Linked DNA regions of Hordeum vulgare: region 2 is linked to region 1. The links are chromatin contacts, called in public Hi-C maps. All regions are on one chromosome and are shown on one strand. The core of a region is the stretch at or near the end of the contact, and the rest is flanking DNA. Distances in the headings are between cores, read along the strand shown. Region 1 holds the start of LOC123398944 (cysteine-rich and transmembrane domain-containing protein WIH2-like). Region 2 holds the start of LOC123452799 (transcription factor BHLH089-like).

Region 1 (2,935 bases), core at 82-2,581:
GCGGTTGATTATCTAAAATTGTGAGGACTTTTCTGCAAAATGACAAAAAAACGGTTCGTTCTGAAACTGCGAGGGCTTCTGTAAAATGACCGACGACGCTGACTTAAAATTAAACCGCGGATTAATTACCTAAAACTGCGAGGGCTTCTGTAAAATGACCGACGCCGGACGAGAAGCGCTGCGCGCTTTATTATTATATATATCATATATTATTATTATTATTATTATTAGGGGAGAGGAGATACACCTGTTTTTTCCCCTTTAATCTCTGCTCAAGCACCTGTGCTTTATAGCAGGATAATATTTGCTTTAGCATAAATTCTCGCAAATTGTCGTTGCCTTTCACTCTCACTCTCGTTCAGTGTAGAGACATCTCCATCGTGTATCCACATTCCACCCAACCACAGTAATAAAAGAGAATAATTAATCACAAATCATCAGTACTACCAGAGGCACAATGAACGAGCGCACTTGTAACAGTGCAACGAATTTACACGCAGAGGAAATGGAGACGGACGGAAGATAGCAGGATCGTGAAGCCTTTTTGTTACTGATGGATTCGAGTTACAATAAGCGAATATATTAGATATAGTATCATATATAGCGTGGCAACAACGTGGTAAATATCCTTGAGGAGGCCATCATCGTCTCTTTGTACAGTTGACGCATGCTGATCTGATCTACCCGACGAAGATGATGGAGGGGTCGCAGCAGCACTCGTCGATCAGGCAGCAGCAGCAGAGCGCGGCCAAACTGCATGCACAATGAGAGAGCACAGAGTGAGTAATTTTGCCAATCACTAGCTTGGGGACAGGTGATTGTTAGCCGTGGCCGTGGACAAGGTAATTAAGCACGCACGTACCAGCCCTCGAGGAAGCTGGGCTGGGCTCGCGGCGGCGGCGGCGCGGCGTACTGCGGCGGCGCCATGACCGGCGGCCCCTGGTACGGGCCGCCCTGCCCCTGGTATGGCCCCCCTTGGTAGTAACCTGCATATAAATAACCAGAAACAGACCATCAACATCAAGATGATGAAGAAACGGAACCCGGCCGCATCTTGGATGGATCCTCTTCTGGTTCCTCTCCATAGCAAGCAAGCAAGCAAGCAAGATGAGGGTGAGCTCGCGCGTACCTTGCGCGGGGTAGGGGTAGGCGTACTTGGGATCGCTCATCTTGATCGATCCTCCCCGGAGACGACCAACTCACCGCCCGGTGTACGCGTCGACGGTGACGATGGGGAGAGAAAGCAACTGGGAAGGTGATTGACGATGGGTAACAGTAGTGGAGCAGGTGATATAGCAGCTGGCTAATGGCCGGCGTTTCTGGGCGGCGTGGTGCGTCTACTTATAGCCGGCCGCGCGGTTGGACGTGGCGCGCGCTGGGGCGGGGGCGGGGGGAAGGTGGTAGGGCATGCTGTGTCGGCGGAGGAGACGTGACGTCTCTCTCCGGTGGTGGTGGTTCGGTTGGAGGCCTGACCAAGAGGAAGCATCTCGAAAGCGCGCGAAAGGGGCCGCCGAATCGAACCCCTCGGTAGTAGTACCTCCTTTGCTTTGCTTTGCTTTGCAACGAGGTTTTGGCACCTGATTCCCCCCGGCGCACGGTCACCTTGCGCTGGCCGGCGATCCCCCATCCCATCCCAGCCGTGTGTTCCGTTCCCACTGCGCGCATGCCTTCTCTTCTCCTCTGTTGCGCCGGTGCACGGGCATGGGCAATGGCATGGCGGCCGTGTCGTCCTTGCGTCTTGCGGCTCGGAAAAGGAATTTTCCTTTTCCGTTTTGGGCGGTTGTAGGTCTTGGTTCGGGCACCGGCTCGGTCGCTGCCGACCCCTGGACATAGCATGGCAGCAGGCCATGTGGTGTGGTCAATGCGCGTGGGCGCGCGTGTCCATAGGCGCAGGGCTGGGCGGCGGCCCGGCTGTTCTCCGCTACGCCGCCTTTTTTCAGCTTTCGTTGGGATTTTATTTGGTTTTTTAATACCTGTTGCTCATTGGTCCATTAGAGCTCCGGGTAGGTTTGTATCCGGATAGGTTCAGAGCATGGACAGAGCAAGTACAATAAGGTACAATCAACAGGCTGTAAGGATTAAAATATTATATTTTTGCTGATTTGGATGAGAGAGAAGAGGAGAGAGAAGGGAAACAGGCTCTTCGTGAAGAGCCATATCCAGCCGTGCTCATAGGTGATTTGTGAGAATAAAATGTGGGTCATATATGATAAAAGTAATACTCTTTTATAGATAACTATTGTATAAGTTAGATATAAGATGGCTATAAGACTGCTTATAGCCAGCAGTTGGCTATACTATTAACCATGCTCTTAATAGAAGAGCCGACTGCCGGCTCTATGCCGATGCCATGTCATTTGTAGCCTTCAGAAAATTATTCTCGTACAATAAAACTAGCTGTAACAGTTAGCTGTAGTAATCAATGTTTATATGCATGGAAGAGAGAAAAATGCCACTGATTGAAGGTGAGGAAGTAGTGCTAGCTTTTAGCCTCTGCATGCAGCTCCTTTCTATCGAACATTGTGCTATAGCCGGGCGCTCCATGAATCGCCCGCTGTCTTCTCTCTCTTGTCTTCTCTTCCCTCGAGCTAGATTTTAGGTGAAGTGGAATGGCTTATAGCCAGCTGACTAGACACTATTGTACTTGTTCTTAGGAGTTTAAGTGAAACTCGGGTCTGTTTCCTAGACCCTATATATACTCATGTATACAGTGTGCTTTGTACCCGATCTATTCTCACCTCTATGAAAAACTAGAGGGCTCCATAAATAAAACCAGATAAAAACTGATTGATCTGCGTGCCATGGCGACCAAGCCGGCGCGTTCCCGGTCGTTCATTGTGATTGCCGACGTTGTGCACGACTACGACTACCTCCAAGACCCGGGGTTGCTTGGCTTGGAGGTGGTGGAGTGCAAGAGGAACGCCGTCGGCTGCGG
Region 2 (2,805 bases), core at 297-2,796, 390 kb before region 1:
CGATAACGGATGCACGGCGCCTTCGCCGCAAGAATGCCAAAGGCGCTTCGACTCACCATCGAGTTGTCGAAGCGAAAGGCAAACAAGGAGGCGACAGTGAAGGCGAAGGCAACCCTCCATGCGAAGGAGCATGACCGTCTGCTTCATAGGCTATCAGACGAAAGGTGCAGCTCCGACTCCGACCAGACGAACGACTCCACCTCCAGCTTCAATTGCGACGCACCTCCGCACGTCAATGCCTACATGGAGGAGGGGCACGACTGTGTCGACGACCGAAAGGGGAAGGGGTTGGTGAGGAAATGGTGATTTCCTTCGCCCTTCCCCCGTTATGTTTATATTTCATCTATGTTTAAGTAGTTTGTAGTATGAATTTGCACTGTCCGTGGTTAAACCCCGATGAATTCTGCTCCTTTCGTCACGCGATGAAATATTGATTCGTGTGTGCTAATCGTATCTTACGTAGTTTGCATGGTTTTAAGGTTTCGAATACGAGGGATAGGATGTGAAAGCCAACATATAAGACATGTTCGGTAAGTGTACGCGGGCTTTTAAGGGCACATATTTGCTATGTCTTGTTGTAAATGCTCTCATAAATTTCCTTTTTGCTATACAATTGACCTACCACGTGAGTGGTGCGAACCCCACGACATAGTGATCCTTTAGCGTTTAAATTTGACTATTTAAAGCTCTTGTTGATGATAGTGTGATGACAACTTTCTCAATGGCGACCACCTTCAAGAACTCATATATCGTGTCTCCAAGTCGCAGCGGCGGCTCTAGGACGTGCAACGAACAATTTGAATGTAAATTATGGACTTTCATGCCTTCGTCGCAAAACACCGTCCCACATAGTGTCGCGCATCCACACGACGGCGCCTATCCGTGCCATCGACCACTGCATGGAAGGGGGGGGGGGAGTCTCCTTTGTCGCCCATATTGGCCCTCCAACGCCAACAAGATCCGACGAGGAGGAGGAGGAAGGGGAAGGATAAGGGCCTAAGGTTGGCGACAGTTAACGCTGGCCCCCATCATCGCACCCGGGGGCGACGCAGGCGAAGAGGGTGTCGATTTTTTTTTCTTCTTTTGGATACTCACTGTTTTGCATCGTGTGTTGTTGGAAGTACTCTCAGCCCGAGTAAATGCATTTGAAGAAAGGATTGCGCACTTGATAGCAACCATCCCTTCACAAGATGAGAAAAGCTACACAAGGAAAAGCAGAGACAGAAAAAACTTTATTTGAAAGACAAGAAGATGCCCTGCCGGGGACGGGTCTCCAGCCCGTCTTCCGCGGGCACACCGTACACGTGAAGACGACCCACACCCGTTCGGCTCGCCGACCCCCGACCCGATCGACCGATGACAGCTCGCAGCGCAACATGCTCCCGGGCCGGGCCGGGCCGGGCCGACCCGCACGTCCAGACGGAGCAGATTCGATCGCGTCGCGTGGAGTGGAGTAGATCCAGCGGCAGCCCCCCCACGCACGCCCGCCAATCACCGCGTGGCCAAATCCCGAGCATTTATTAATTTTCTTTCTCCTCCAGTCTTCTCTGACCCCTCCCTCCCCCCCCCCCTCCCCTGCGCAAGTGCACAGTGGGTCAGTGCCGCGGCGAGCTCCCCCTCCCCCAGCCTCGGCCTCCCCACCCGATCTGGTCTCCCCCCTCCGTCCGCGGACGCGCGCCCCCCGCCGAAACCCTAGCGCTCCGCCGCGCGAAGGGGCGATGGAGCCCGCCCCGCAGCTCAAGGCCGAGCCCTGGCGCCCGCCGCACCGCGCCGGCGGCGGCGGGCGCGCGGGCGAGGCGTCCTCCGCCGTCACGGGCCAGAGCAGCGGCAGCCGCCCGCGGAGGAGGCAGCGGGAGCCCCCCGCGTCCGAGGACGACTCCGCCTCCGCCAGGCCCGTCTCCACCTCCGGCGGCTCCGGCGGCCAGGATTTGGTAGGTTTTTCCTCGGCGTCCGTTGTGATCCGTGTGGCGGGGGCGGGGTCTGGGCTGGTGAGAGGGGAATTCGGGGGCTCGCGCATTGTTGCTCTGCTGCTTGCTGCAACTGAGACTCTTGAGAGTGGCCGCTTCGGACACCAGTCAGCTTGGCGGTGTCGGTGATCTGCTCATGTGCTCGATTCGGCGTAGTTGTGGTTCTTGTAAGTTAGTAGCATGACCGTTTTGGTAAGCTTGGATTGGTTTGGTAACTGTACTATATACGGTTTGTTGGCTGCAGCTAGCATTTGCCGTGTGAGGATGCCTGAATGTAACTAGACTTGGGATGCTGGTTCATAATTTACTAGAACATTCTCTAGAAGTACTGGAAGGTTAACATTATCGATCTCCCTAATTAACAAATCCAAATGCCTTGGGAGTAGGTATCATAAGTGGTGTTTAAGTTTGAGTGTAGACAAGACTCATTTCCAGGTGTCTGAAAGGCACCATTACTCTGTAGCTACCTTTCATCATTATTGTAGTAATAACACACTGTTGATCACAGTGCTAGTTTTCCTATTTTTAGCTAGCCACAGCTTTATTATATCCACGGTGTTGGCCTAGATTCTACTCACTCCGTCTTTATACTCTCCATGTAAGTTTTGTCTCAAATCAAACTTTGCAAAGTTTGACGAAAATTAGGAAAAAATATCAACATTCACAATATCAATTCAATACCATTAGGTGCATCATGGAAATAATTTTCATATCGTACTAGATCTTTAGTGTTGTGGATGTTGGTAGTTTTAAATATAAATTTGGTCAAACTTTATGAAGTTTTTTTTTGCGGATGAAACTTTACTAAGTTTAACTTAAGACAAATCTTACGTCCGGA

What was found. Hi-C and Micro-C count contacts between places; a contact is called where the count stands out from the background.
Region 2: a contact with region 1 is called in a Hi-C map of seedling, with 4 times the contacts expected there. The contact joins the promoter of LOC123452799 here to the promoter of LOC123398944 in region 1. A contact is called at or near these places in 2 of 6 Hi-C or Micro-C datasets (leaf and seedling).

The regions. Positions count from the first base shown.
Region 1 is chr5H:550,952,726-550,955,660 of MorexV3_pseudomolecules_assembly, reverse strand. LOC123398944 (cysteine-rich and transmembrane domain-containing protein WIH2-like) reads right to left here and starts at 1,331. Exons shown (of 3, transcript XM_045093386.1): 1 at 1,130-1,331; 2 at 863-986; 3 at 524-753. The coding sequence starts at 1,169. The coding sequence ends at 681.
Region 2 is chr5H:551,341,777-551,344,581 of MorexV3_pseudomolecules_assembly, reverse strand. It overlaps LOC123452799 (transcription factor BHLH089-like), which reads left to right and starts at 1,546. Exons shown (of 6, transcript XM_045129517.1): 1 at 1,546-1,931. The coding sequence starts at 1,719.